2 separate regions of the Oryctolagus cuniculus genome follow, and region 1 is linked to region 2. The links are chromatin contacts, called in public Micro-C maps. All regions are on one chromosome and are shown on one strand. Each heading gives the region's core, a stretch centred on a gene start, on an enhancer-like site or on the middle of the called end of the contact. The rest is flanking DNA. Distances are from core to core; before and after follow the strand shown.

The links. A called contact is a pair of places that touch in the nucleus more often than the background predicts.
Region 1: a contact with region 2 is called in a Micro-C map of ear pinna, with 3 times the contacts expected there. The contact joins the enhancer-like site here to the promoter of TCF4 in region 2. A contact is called at or near these places in 2 of 6 Hi-C or Micro-C datasets (ear pinna and embryonic fibroblasts).

The regions. Positions count from the first base shown.
Region 1 is chr10:22,900,795-22,906,781 of mOryCun1.1, forward strand. TCF4 (transcription factor 4) reads left to right here. Exons shown (of 19, transcript XM_051851926.2): 5 at 4,038-4,102. Among named protein-coding and RNA genes, the nearest start is that of TCF4, 200 kb to the left of the region's middle. Within about 2 kb of position 1,552, at least 2 of the 8 cell types and tissues checked have an H3K27ac peak or open chromatin away from gene starts, as enhancers often do. A contact at or near this core is called in ear pinna, where this site is marked.
Region 2 is chr10:22,698,099-22,704,158 of mOryCun1.1, forward strand. It overlaps TCF4 (transcription factor 4), which reads left to right and starts at 3,432. Exons shown (of 19, transcript XM_051851926.2): 1 at 3,432-4,000.

The sequences.
Region 1 (5,987 bases), core at 302-2,801, 200 kb after region 2:
CTGCCATTTGGCCCTTCCTAATAATCAGATTCGCATGCAGGTTTTAGCAGCGGGATGGGCTCAGTTGGGACAGCACACGTGTTGCCTTTCTGGATTGTTTGCTCACTGTCGACTCGGACTTGTTCTAGAGGAGGCTGCCGGTTGACCTCCTTTGTCTCCAGCAGGATTGATTGATTGACGGATGTTGTGTCTGTTCATTTTCTGCATTCTTCTCATTTCGTCGAAAAAACTGTGGTGTGGTATCCCATGTTCCTCACACACATCATTTTTGCAGAAGAAATTTGTTTAGCCAATATGTCACCTTAGTTTATGAAATCTTCTCTCGCTTTTGTTCAGCCCCCAGTGCTCTGGTTAGGTCATACCATTCGTTTCATGCACGGAGAGCATCACCAGCAGCAAAATTTAACATTTGGTCCTTTTAGGTATAAAAATGAATCAAATCCCTGACAAGATTTATTTATGGTTTATATTTCAGGAGCCACCCCCCCCCCAACTACACATGCACCCTTTTATGAGCATACAGCAAATGTTACTAACGGGTACTTTTAGTTTTTAAAATATGGACAACAGTACTCCATGCAGTAAAAGATTTGAGCGATTAATGCTACCCTTATGCCTCTTTTGAGTAGTTTTAGCCATGGGGCTTGGCACTGCCACCATTGTCTTTGTGCCAAAAAATATCCGCAGCGGCTGTCGCATTCTAGTACTGGAGGGTTGTCTCGAAAATTCTGCAGTGAGCGCGCAGGGTTTGTTCATCACCGCTATGTCTTTAAAATATTGGAAAAATAGAACCTTAGCTCTTTCGAAGCTCTGTTGTGGTTGTGGGGCTGGTGGAGGTGGGGGGGGGGGTGAAGAATGGAGAAAGGAGGAATGAAGCTGTTGGCACCAGCCCCTTGGTGTAAGTGACAGAATTCCATGCCTAGCATAGAGCAAACATACATATTTAGGAGCTTTTGTGTTCATCAGCTCACATAGGTACTTAAAGAGTCCCCCTCAACAGTGTCATTAGTGCTTTTGGAAATTTTGTTATCTGAAACAAATGTTCCAGTGAATTTTAAGCAGAAAGTCAACATCAAGACCATAGCTAATTTTTAATGGACAATTTACACAAAAGGTACAGGTTTTTTTTTTTTTTTTTTTTTTCCCCCCAGAAACGGAGGTGTCATTTTAAAATGGCTGCTTTTTATCCTTGGGAGATGATCGGAGTTGCTCTCTTCTGTTGGGGAAGGTGCTTGGGTTTTATCCACAATCCCTGCTTATTTTGCTCCCAAACAGGGGTTTGGGCTCCGAGGGCAGATTTATAGTTGAATTTGGGAACAAAAAGATGTAATAAAGTTAAAGGCTTACACAATCAGAATGAAATGTGTTTGCTCCTGATCTCTGGAGCGATCTATTTGATGGTAAAAGTGGATGCTACAGATGAAATCTTCACAAGGAGCATAATCCTTCAAAAAAAAAAAAAAAAAAAAGGCAGGGCCACCTCCCAGCCTCCTGCTGGCTGCGCTGCCTCTTTGGTACCTCGCAGACTTCGACAGAGTCCTGGACGGGTGCCCATTGATGTCATGGAAACACTCAAATTACTGAGAATGATTCATGTCTATGCTGGTCTCTTATCCTCCCCCACACAAACAGGAGTAGATTTTTAACCCTGACAACTTGTAATTTGCAGTGGGTTTATTTTTGTATCTGGATAAATATTTTTTAACAAGCAAAATTAAGATTAAGCAGTCTGTATCTGATATGATAGTAAAGAGTACTTGGGGGACTCTGTGCACCAGGGTTTCAGAATCTTCTCCCTGCACCCTCTTCGTTGTCTCACTTCCAAACCACCCCCTGCCGCCGCCGCCCCCCAGCCCCATGGTCTTCCCTTCCTGCTCTTCCTCTTTCTTTCTTTCTCTCCCACCTATTCCACTGTCTTTTTGAAATCTTCTCATTTGCATTGCTCCTCTAGCTTTAAAATAATGGAAAGAATCACCCCAACTTCTGGGTGTGAAGTGAGGCAGATCCTGGTAGGAAAATGCTCCTTTCCAGCTCTGTGTCCTGGAGTAGAATTAGGAAATGATGCTGGCTGGTGAAATTCTGCAGGGGGTCACTTGGGTAATTCCTTTTAGAGGAAAAAAAGTAGGTGGTCTTTCTTACTCCTGTTGTATTTTACAGTTCAGTGTTTAGAAATTACAAAACCAGGACGTATGATCTTCAGTTTCCTTTGAAGTCAGAGCAGATTCTATTGTATTTATCTTTCTGTTTTGCTGCCTTTCTACCTGTCTGCCTGCCCATCTACCTGTCTGCCTGTTGCCGAACAAGTGAATATTATGTCACAGTGAATTATGCAGTGGTTGCATAGAGGATTTTTTAGATGCAAGAGGTTAAAGAAGGACACGTGTCCTTTGATACAATGCACAAAACTATTTGTTAGTAACATTTATGAAGACAAGCTAAAGGGTGTAAGCAGCTTCAATTTGACTTACACAATGAGTGACTATGTATGATCATTTACTCTGCTTGTACAGGAAAGTGCATTTTTGCTTCAATGTGAAAGCCCCATACAATGAAACTTACTCTCTTAAATCTCTCAGGACAGGCAGTCTGGGGGATGGTATCTTATTTCGCTGGAATTGAAACTGATATGAGCATTGATTTTATACTTTGCACTGAACACTAGACCAGAAGTGGGGTTGAGGGGATGTTTTCCTAAGTTTGCAATTCATTGAAATCAGTAGAAAAGTTAATATTGGACAAGGGAGGGTTAATTCTTAAGACTCAGGTTGGCTTTCTTTGCAAATCACCTTCCATGTGGATTGAATTTATCAGATCCACTCTTTGTGTAGTAGAAGGAAGGCACGTTCTGATAGTTGACTGAAAGATGAAAAGACTACTGTTACTTTTAGCATTTGTGTTCACTTGGGTTGAGAGAGGAAAACTTGGGGGCTGTAAACTCTAGAAGGTTGTCCGTTCAGTCCCTCCAAATACAAGTTTTGAATTTTCCCAGTGGGAAAAGAATAGTGCCATGTAGCTCTACTCTAGAAGAAAGAAGCGTCCTTCAGTCTTGAGTGGGGTAGGATCCTGGGCACTTGACTGCCTCACTACCCCCTTTTAAGTCCTGGTACAGACAATTTTCTGTGATGACTTTTCCTGTTGTTAGTTGTATTCTACTGCTTAGATGTCTTATAATGCGATTTCATTATCTATCCTGCCGTTTTTTCAGGCTAAGTATACTTTCAAAAGAAACTAATGTGCATTCTTGATTTTATCCTTTGATATGGCCCAATAGCATTTGAGGCTCTATACATCTCTGTGGAGAAGTCTACAGATAAAAATTAGGTTGTCAGAATTGGAACAAGACGTTTTCATATCCCTGGATACTTGTGCTGCTGAGTCTACTGGTAGAATGTGAACTTGGGTTCAGAGTGGACAAAAGTCATTAACCCTCCTTCTCCAATGTAAATTTCATCATCATCTTGATTGTGATGGGACTTACTTTACCCCAGGGAAAGGGAGGAGAGAGAGAGAGAGAGAGAAGGGGAGAGAGAAAGAAAGAGTAAAGGGGAGAGAGAGAGAGAGAGAGATTCAGAATTTTGAGTAGTTTCTTTGCTAAATTCACCATCTGGAGAGCCTGTGATTGATTAGCTTTGGCCTCACCATTAAGTGTCAATATAATCAATGGGAATTACTAGGCTAGGGTCATTACATAGATAATTTGCCTGCTGTGTAAATAAAAATGAAATTGTTTAAATTTCGGGAGAGAGAAAGAAAGTGAAAATAAGGACTGACAATTTGTTTGTTAGAGAAAGTGGAGGCCATTGGAATGACAGTTTTTGGAAGTGTGGAGCAGTTTGGCTAAGAATAGGAATGAAGGATATTTTTTTCCAGTTTATCATAGTCAGAGTGAGGAAGTGCTGTTCCCTCTCTTGCTTGCATACATTGCCTACTTTACGTATGTAAACATCGGAGAAGAGAAGTAGATGCCTGTTACCTGCAGGAGGATTTTTTTACAAGGAAAAACATCATTTACACTTTTTTGTTATTTCTCTTGGCAGGTAAAACAGAAAGAGGCTCCTACTCATCTTATGGGAGAGAATCAAACTTACAGGGTTGCCACCAGGTAAGTGAGAATCTGGGTTGAGGAAGGGTTTGGGAGGATGGACCTGGAAAATCAGTTTGTTTTGTAACTGTGGCTATACGTGTTCAGCTGTGACACTGAGATGTACTGAAAGTCTGTCTTTCATGAAAGAACAGAGAGCTTAGGACTAACAAACACTTCATCTTTAGATCTCTGCCGTTTCAGAGCTGTAGTCGCTGGCTTGTGCTGCTGCTTTAATCCTCAGCCGGGACCAGTGGCACTGTTTGCAAACCAGCAATGCCAGTTAAAGTGGTTCTATCAAAAGAGTTTATTTGCAGTTAAGAACTTCAGAATTTCTTCCACAGGAAATGCTTTGTGGAGGCATATGTCATACTCTGGGTTTTGGGTGGCGATTGGCGATTGCCCTAAATTATAGTTTTCATAGGGGCTGTATGATGTTGTGTGAAAACAGGGTTGTATTGAGGGATAAAAATGTCTGTGAAAATATGATTTGTTGTCCCTTTTTGTTTCTGAATTGTTTTTGGCTGAAAGTCAAGGCCAGCAGGCTAACAGCAAAGCCGTCTCAAGGGAAGCATGCGTGAGCTAGAAAAATAAGAGTACTTTAATTAAATAATAAAATGCCAGTGTAATACAAAGGTGTAGCGTGTGTGTTTGTGTCTCTTACGGTCTACATTTGTATACTTTTAACTCTCCAGAGAGAGCCCTTTGCTAAAAATACTATCAATAGGAAAAGACATTAAGCTTTGTTTTAAGACTGAGATTTTATACATGTTTTCTATTTGATTTCCGTATCGGTGTGAGTCATATATTTAAAACCTTTCAAAACATTTTATACATCGTTTTTACAAGTGCATTGCTTTCTTACTTTAGAAAACTCTTACAGAATTTGATAATCCTCTTTAAAATCCGAACCGCTTTGCTGTTTTATTCTTTACGGAAACAGAAGGGACATTCTTTCTCTGCTGGAAGGGGGATGCTACCTCCTGAACTCTCTCACCCTCCTGTTTTCTTTAAAGATATGGGGGAAAATTCTATTTTGCATTTTCAGTCACCCTGCTTTAATATATCTCTGAAAAAAATGTAAGCACACATTCGTTTCAGTAATTACACATAGCCTAGAAAGGAAGTTTTCTTTGCGTATCAGTCACATAGCACTAAAGGTGGAATTCTGGTGGGTTGGTCCCCCCCCCACCCCCCGCCCCGTATATATTTGCATTTTTAAAGTTTACTCCTCTGGCCCAGTTACACGTTCAGTTCAGTCATATTCGGCATCTGAAAGATTTGTTGCGATGAGGTGAACAGTGCTTGGTTAAGCACTCCTGCCGGAGTGCAGTTCATGGCAGTTTGTTTGGAAAGAATTCTGCAGGAAAGAAATTTATAGCCATTCCAGCGCAACGGAAACATCTTTGGAATGTGAGTGCAAATGTTCGGGGCAGATAGCCTGGGCGACAAGCCTCTCCGTGCTGTGTCTCTGGTGGAAAGCTCGCAACTCCTGCAGAAGAGCCTGTTCCTGTGGGTCTGGTTTCAGAGGGTCAAGGCAGAGGTCATTAGAGTTTTGGGGAGAAGAAAGTGTACAACATCCTTCCTTTCTGCAGATGGTCATGGCAGAGGGCTCTGTTTTCGCTGGGCCCCTTTGGCTGGTCATTGAGAGAATAGGCTTCCTCGCCCCTGTATCCTTTCTTCCTAATAGGAATTGGCGTGATTCCTCACAGACACAAAGATTTCCTCTGCTGAGTAAGCGTGAGGCCCCTTAACTTGTGAAAGCATCATCCAGACCGTGTGAGGCTGTCTGTGTGTGCAGCACACAGACCCTCCTCCCTCTGCTTGTGGGGAACACTTCCCTACTTCCCGCGGGCGAGACTGAAGTTAAATTTTTTTTTTCCAAACACAAGGTGAGAAGTGGTAA
Region 2 (6,060 bases), core at 2,182-4,681:
GGCAGAATGAATTAGATAGGCTCTCTGCCATGTAGGAAGGAAATCGATTGTTTCTCCTCTAGAACAGCGTCTATATACATACATATGTATATATATATATATATATTAGCAATGGTTTTGGCAACATTGAAATTTTTAAAGTACTTTTTTCTTGTTAAATACTTGAGCTGTAGAATCAGAAATGTACTCAGGTGAGCTCAGCTGGGGAAGGGGAACACTGCAGGAGCTAGCTGGCTCACAGTAATTGGGAAAATATCTGCAGGCATTTCTTCCTAGAACTTGTTTGCTTGCTGTTCTCCAACTCCCAAGACCTTCTCTCTTATCTGAAGAGCAGTTTCCTCTGCTTACTCATAGTTCTTGTTTCCCTAATAGCCGTGGCTGTCACATGGTGTGGCTTCCTGGCACTGGCATCGGCCACCTGATTCCAAGACATGTCCAATCCATCACTCACCATAGACCAATGTCCATCTCTTCCTCTTATCACTCCTGTGGTCCAATCTGCTGGGGCTGGAAGGCAGGATAGGAAGGAGATGTGCGGCAACACATCAAGTTCTACCTTGCTATGGACTAAGTGTTAGGGCCCTCCTCCGTGCCCCCATTCATATGCTGAAGCCCTAACTTCCTGGTAGCAGGAAATGGGGTCTCTGGGAGGAAGTTGGTTTGAGATGAAGTCATGAGGGTGAAGCCCCCATGATGACATTAATATTCTTACAAGATGAGAGACCTGAGTGCTCTCTGTTTCTCCCATGTGAAGATAAAGTGAGAAGTCAGTCAAATGCAAGTCAAGAAGAGAGTACTTCCCAGAACCCAACCACACCAGCCTTTGATCTCAGACTCCCCAGCCTCCAGGACTATGAAAACAAATGTCTGCTCTTTCAGTCACCCAGTGTATGGTGTTCTGTTACAGCAGCCCCAGCTGACTGGGGCATACCTCTCTGTCAGCATCCAGGCAGGTTACAAGGCAGGGGAATCTGTAGATGAAACAAGGCACTCCAAAACATATCTGGTACTTTTTTTTTTTAATTTAAATTTCACAGGGTCCTTTTAAGGCTCTCTAAAAAGCCTCCAGTCCCCACATGTATATTAGAAAGTATCTATTCTCTGACAGCTCAAGAAAAGAACAAAGCCCACATTTATTCCTTAATTTAAAAGAGAAGTGTAGTTACATGGCTGATTGTGGGGTCAAAAAATCAGTCATTGAGTAAAAAGTTACTAGACTGGTAATTGGGAATCCTTAGACCCAAAACCTGATCCTACCACTGATTTCTCTGTAGAATCATTTATTGCCTTTGAAATTCAGAGGAAGGGGGAATCTTAAAAACCTAAAAGTGAAAAGGGACTTCATGGGATTATCTAATCTATACTCTGCATTTTACAGCAAAAGTCATTGACATTGAGCCTTAGGTCACAGAGCTGATTAGAGGTAGAGCCAAGGGAACTTTTCTCTCAAGCCAACATTTGTGATCTTTTCATCACATCATTTTAGTAGGGTCTGCAGAGAGGTTTTATGTGGAGAACCACAGATAATGCTTGTGATAACACGGAGTCAAGTGGTACCTAAATGTAAAATACTATTTTAAGATGAGAACATGGAATCTTCACAACGTGTGAATGGAGAGGAAAACAATCTGCAAATGCCCTAATTCTTTTTCTGTAAAAACTTACACATAAAGAAAAGATCCTGAAAATTGATCTCAACTGTTATTGCCACACATTTTTGACATAATTGGAGATTAGGATGTTCCCATTGACAGATGGCATGAAGGAACGTGGAAGTTAAAGTGGACTCTGATGACAGACTGCCTGGTTTCAGAGATGGGCTCCTTCATAATAGTGATGGTTGTGACTTCAGCAAGTTTGTCTCAGTTACTAAACTGCTGCCTTGGGTCAAGCTACTCCATTTTACTTGGTTCTGTTTTTCTTAATGTTAAGAGAGTAGTTACCCCCTTCACAGAGTCATTCTCAGGATTAAAATGGCCAATATTTATGAAATTCTTAGCACAATGTTTGGCACACATGAAACACACTCTCTGTTACTTGTTATCACTGGCTTTTTCCTGTTGGGAGACGTAAAGACTGTTCTATTAAAATAAGGAATCCTCCATTTAAAGTTCTGTTGGCTAGATTAGAGATATTAGTTCATCAAACTGTTAGAGATGGAAAGAAATCTATTTTTTAGTAAGTGGCAAGTTTTAAAGTTTTATTTTTTTATTTTTAAAGATTTATTTATTTGAAAAGCAGAGTTAGAAAGTCAAGGAGACACAAATATCTTCCACCGGCTGGTTCACTCCACGAATGGCTTCAAAGGATGGGTTTGGGACAACCCAAGATAGAAGCCTGGCCCTCCATCCCAGTTTCCCACATTGCTATTGGGGCCCAAGTAGTTGAGTCTTCTGTGGCTGCCTTCCCAGGAGCATTAGTAAGGAGCTGTATTAGAAGTGGTAGCTTAACCCACTGCCCCACAACCACGGCCTTTTGTTTTGGTGTTCAAGGTTTGCTTATTTCCTCGACAGAGAGCGTGAGCCCAGCTGTGGTTCACTCCCTACAGGGCCCCAACGGAAGGGGCAGGACAAGCCCAAACCAGCAACCAGCAACTCCATCTGGGTCTCTGGACCATCTTGGCTGCTTTCCCAGGAGCCTCAGCAGGGAGCTGGGTCGGAAGTGGAGCAGCCAGTGTTGGGAAGTGCTCTGAAATGGGATGTCCACGTCGCCGGCAGTGGCTTAACCACTGCGCCGCAGGGTATGCCTGTAAATACTGAAGTGATTCCAGCGTTATCCACGTCCTGTGCAAAATTCGTAAAGTGGGCTTTGCTATTTGCGTCTGACCAGAAAACAACCTCCAGAAGGTAACTGCTTGGCCAGAACTGTCAGTTGAGTCAGTCATGCCTTGTGGTATAAAGTCGATCTGAGTGTACAAAGCAATCAATCAATGTCTTCTCCAAGTGACCACTTCCCGGACTGACCAAGTTCTCACGCCTATAGAAAGTGGGGGCGGGGGCGGCGGCGGCCGGGAGGGACCCCTTGCCGCTCGAGCCTCGCCACGGAACCCGCTCCACACCGCAGAAGATCCCGGGCTCGGGTTTGCGGTTGGGGAGGCCGCCGCGGCCTCTTCCGAGCCTTCCTCAGGTTGGGGGGGGTCGGGGGATTTGATTCCCCCGCGTTAAGTCTGTGGAGTTTAATTCGTGTATTTATTCAGGAACTACACTTTCGTGTCAAAGAGCAGGGACGGCCAAGGAACCGGAGCAGCACGAAGCGCGCGCAGGAGGGCCAGGCCGGCCGTCGACGCCGGCACCGAGCACTCTCTGCGCCGCTCCACGCGCGACGGACCCCGTCGCCCGCCGGCGCTCCCGGAGGAGGCGTGGCCGGCGCGCGCCGCCATCTTGGCGGCCTCTCTAGGCCATCTGTTTACCACTCTATGGTCGCCCGCTCCCGCCCCGCCCCTCCCCAGTCATTGTCTGGAGGAGCAGCCGCGGCCGCAGCGCCTTCTCTTTATAAGCCCGCAGTGCCCGGATGTGAATGGATTACAATGTATCTTTCAGGGAAACCTATTATTATCAATGTGACTCCACGGGGGAGTCAATGGTGATGAGGAGGAGGAGGAGGATGATGATGAGACACCTCTAAACTTGGAGCAAGTTTAAGACTTTCTAAGAGGAGAAGAAAAAACACCCACCAACGAGATTTGTTTGAGGAACAATTCTAACTACCCAGTGTTGATTTTTTTTTATAAACCATAAGAAAAAGTTGTTGGATTTTTTTTAATGAATTCTTTTTTTGGGGAGGGCATTTTGTTGCAGTTTTATGGTGGAAAATGCAAAAAGCAGAGCCAGGTGCATGATCCTGTAATCTGTGGATATCCCTGGAGCAGGACTGAGTACCAGTTAAAATACTTTTTTGGGGGATACACATGTGAGATACTAAGTACTTGCAGAAGATTTTTGTCTCTCTTTTTAAAGTCTTTTTCCTTGGAATATTGTGAACATATTTGTGGCCACTTAAGGTAACGTTACTATTTGCTGTCAGAGTAAACTGTTTGTAATTGAATTGAATTTTTAAAATGTCGATCCCAGTGTTTTATGAAAACAAAAGGAACAACCTATGGAATAATCGCCAGTGGGAAAAAGTGTGTGCATGCATCTTGTGTGTGTGCTCGCTCCTCTAGCGATTCCAGGGTGTGTGGAGTGTGCTAGCACACGTTGGAATAACTATGTTGCCTAGGCTGGATAAAGCACGCTTGTTACTACCAGACGATAGGACGGTGAAGCTGGATTTTTATCCTGAAAAGTGATGTGGAAAAGTATGTTTTAGGAGCATGCAGGGCCTATGATGTGAAATGTGGAATTAAAAAACAGCGCGGGCGAATGGGGACTTCGCGTGCCTAGGAACTCAAGTGTGAAAACAAAACAACATCCATCCCCCCAAATTGCCTTTTTTTTTTTTTCCTCTTCTTGCGAAGTTTTTAGCCGTACTATTCTGTGAGTCCAAAGGGAGGGGGAATAGAGTGGGCAATGCAGGGCTCGCCCCCGACGCAGAACTACCCGGACGGAGGTCTCCCCGGCCAAATGCGGCTGGGTTTCTCTGTGGAAAGGGAAAATACGGTTGCTCTTGGCAAAGTCTTTTCGCATCACGTGTATCGCAGCCTGGTATAAACTTGCTTTGCCGTGTGTGGCCGTGCGAGCGCGAGGGGACGGGAGTGGGGGCGAGGGCGGGATGTGAACTCGAACACATTTCAAAGTGGCTCCGAGGGATGGAACGGGCCAGCGCCGACCTGGGCAGGCTGCAGACCGTAACCGAAAAATGAGGTGCTCCGCGAATTTTCGTTCGTGTTTTTTGGCGAGGCGGGGGAGGCGCTGAGCCGCCCCCCGGCCCCGGGGGTGGGGGGCCGCGTCCGGACCCCGAGCGAGCCCGCGTCGCCCCGCCGGAGCCCCCCCACCCATTTCTTTGCTGAACTTGCAATTCCGTGCGCCTCGGCGTGTTTCCCCCTCCCCCCCTGCGCTCGTCCCCTCCCCTCCCCGGAGAAGAGAGTTGGTGTTAAGAGTCAGGGATCTTGGCTGTGCGCGCGCGGATCGGTAGTGGCGGCGGCGGCGGAGGCGCGGGAGCCGGCGAGCGGGCGCAGCGGCCGGGCGGGCTCAGACATGAACGCCGCCGCGGCGCCGGCGGTGCACCGGGAGCCCCTTCTCGCGCGCGGCCGGTAGGTACGGGCGCCGGCCGGGCTCGGCGGGCGGATGCCCGGGGCGGCGCGGGGCTCGGGCGCGGGCTCGGCGGCCCCCACGCGGCTCCGCGCCTCCCGCGCCGCGGGCGCCCGGCTCCCGGCGCGCCGGGCAGAGACTCCCCTTCCCCTCCCGCCCCCGCGCCGCCGCCCCCGCCCCCCTCCCCGGCGGTGCCCACTCGCGGGGGGCCGAGGACTTTGCCAAGGGCCTGACTTTAATTTTTTACAGCCCTTTCTTTCACAAATGAGGGTGCTGGACGACGGGGGGGACCCGAGCCTGCGCTCCGCCCGCCCCCGCCGCCGGCCCTGTCACCCCTCCCCCTGGGGACGTGCTCGCCCCGCGGGGACGCTCGTCCGCAATTTCTTCGGAGCGACTTGGAGACGCGCAGGGGAGCGGCGCGCGGGGTGCGAGCGCCAGCAGTGCCGGGGGGTGGGGTGCGGGTGGGGGAAAGTTGAGCCCGGGCCGTCCCGAGTAGTTTCTCTTTGCTCTGGGATCCATTCATTTCTCGCTCTACCTCCTGTTGCATAAAAGGATGCGCTCACGAGCGGCTTTCTTTCTTTTCTTTCTTTCTTTCTTTTTTTTTTTTTTTTTTTTTCCCTTCCTGGATTTGGTTTTCTAGTGGATGTTACCAGTTTGATCGTCTCTTTGGAAATACAGTATCGCTTTTTTTTTTTTTTTTTTTTTGCTATTGCTGCCTGTTCCATCTTAAAACAAAAACAAAACCCAGCAACAACTCTCCCATCCCTCCCCCCTCCCACCACCTTAATCCCACCCGCCCCTACATCTCCCACCCCCCACACCCCAGTCTCCAAAAATCCGATTGTGTTTTCTCCAAGGATTGGGACTGGAT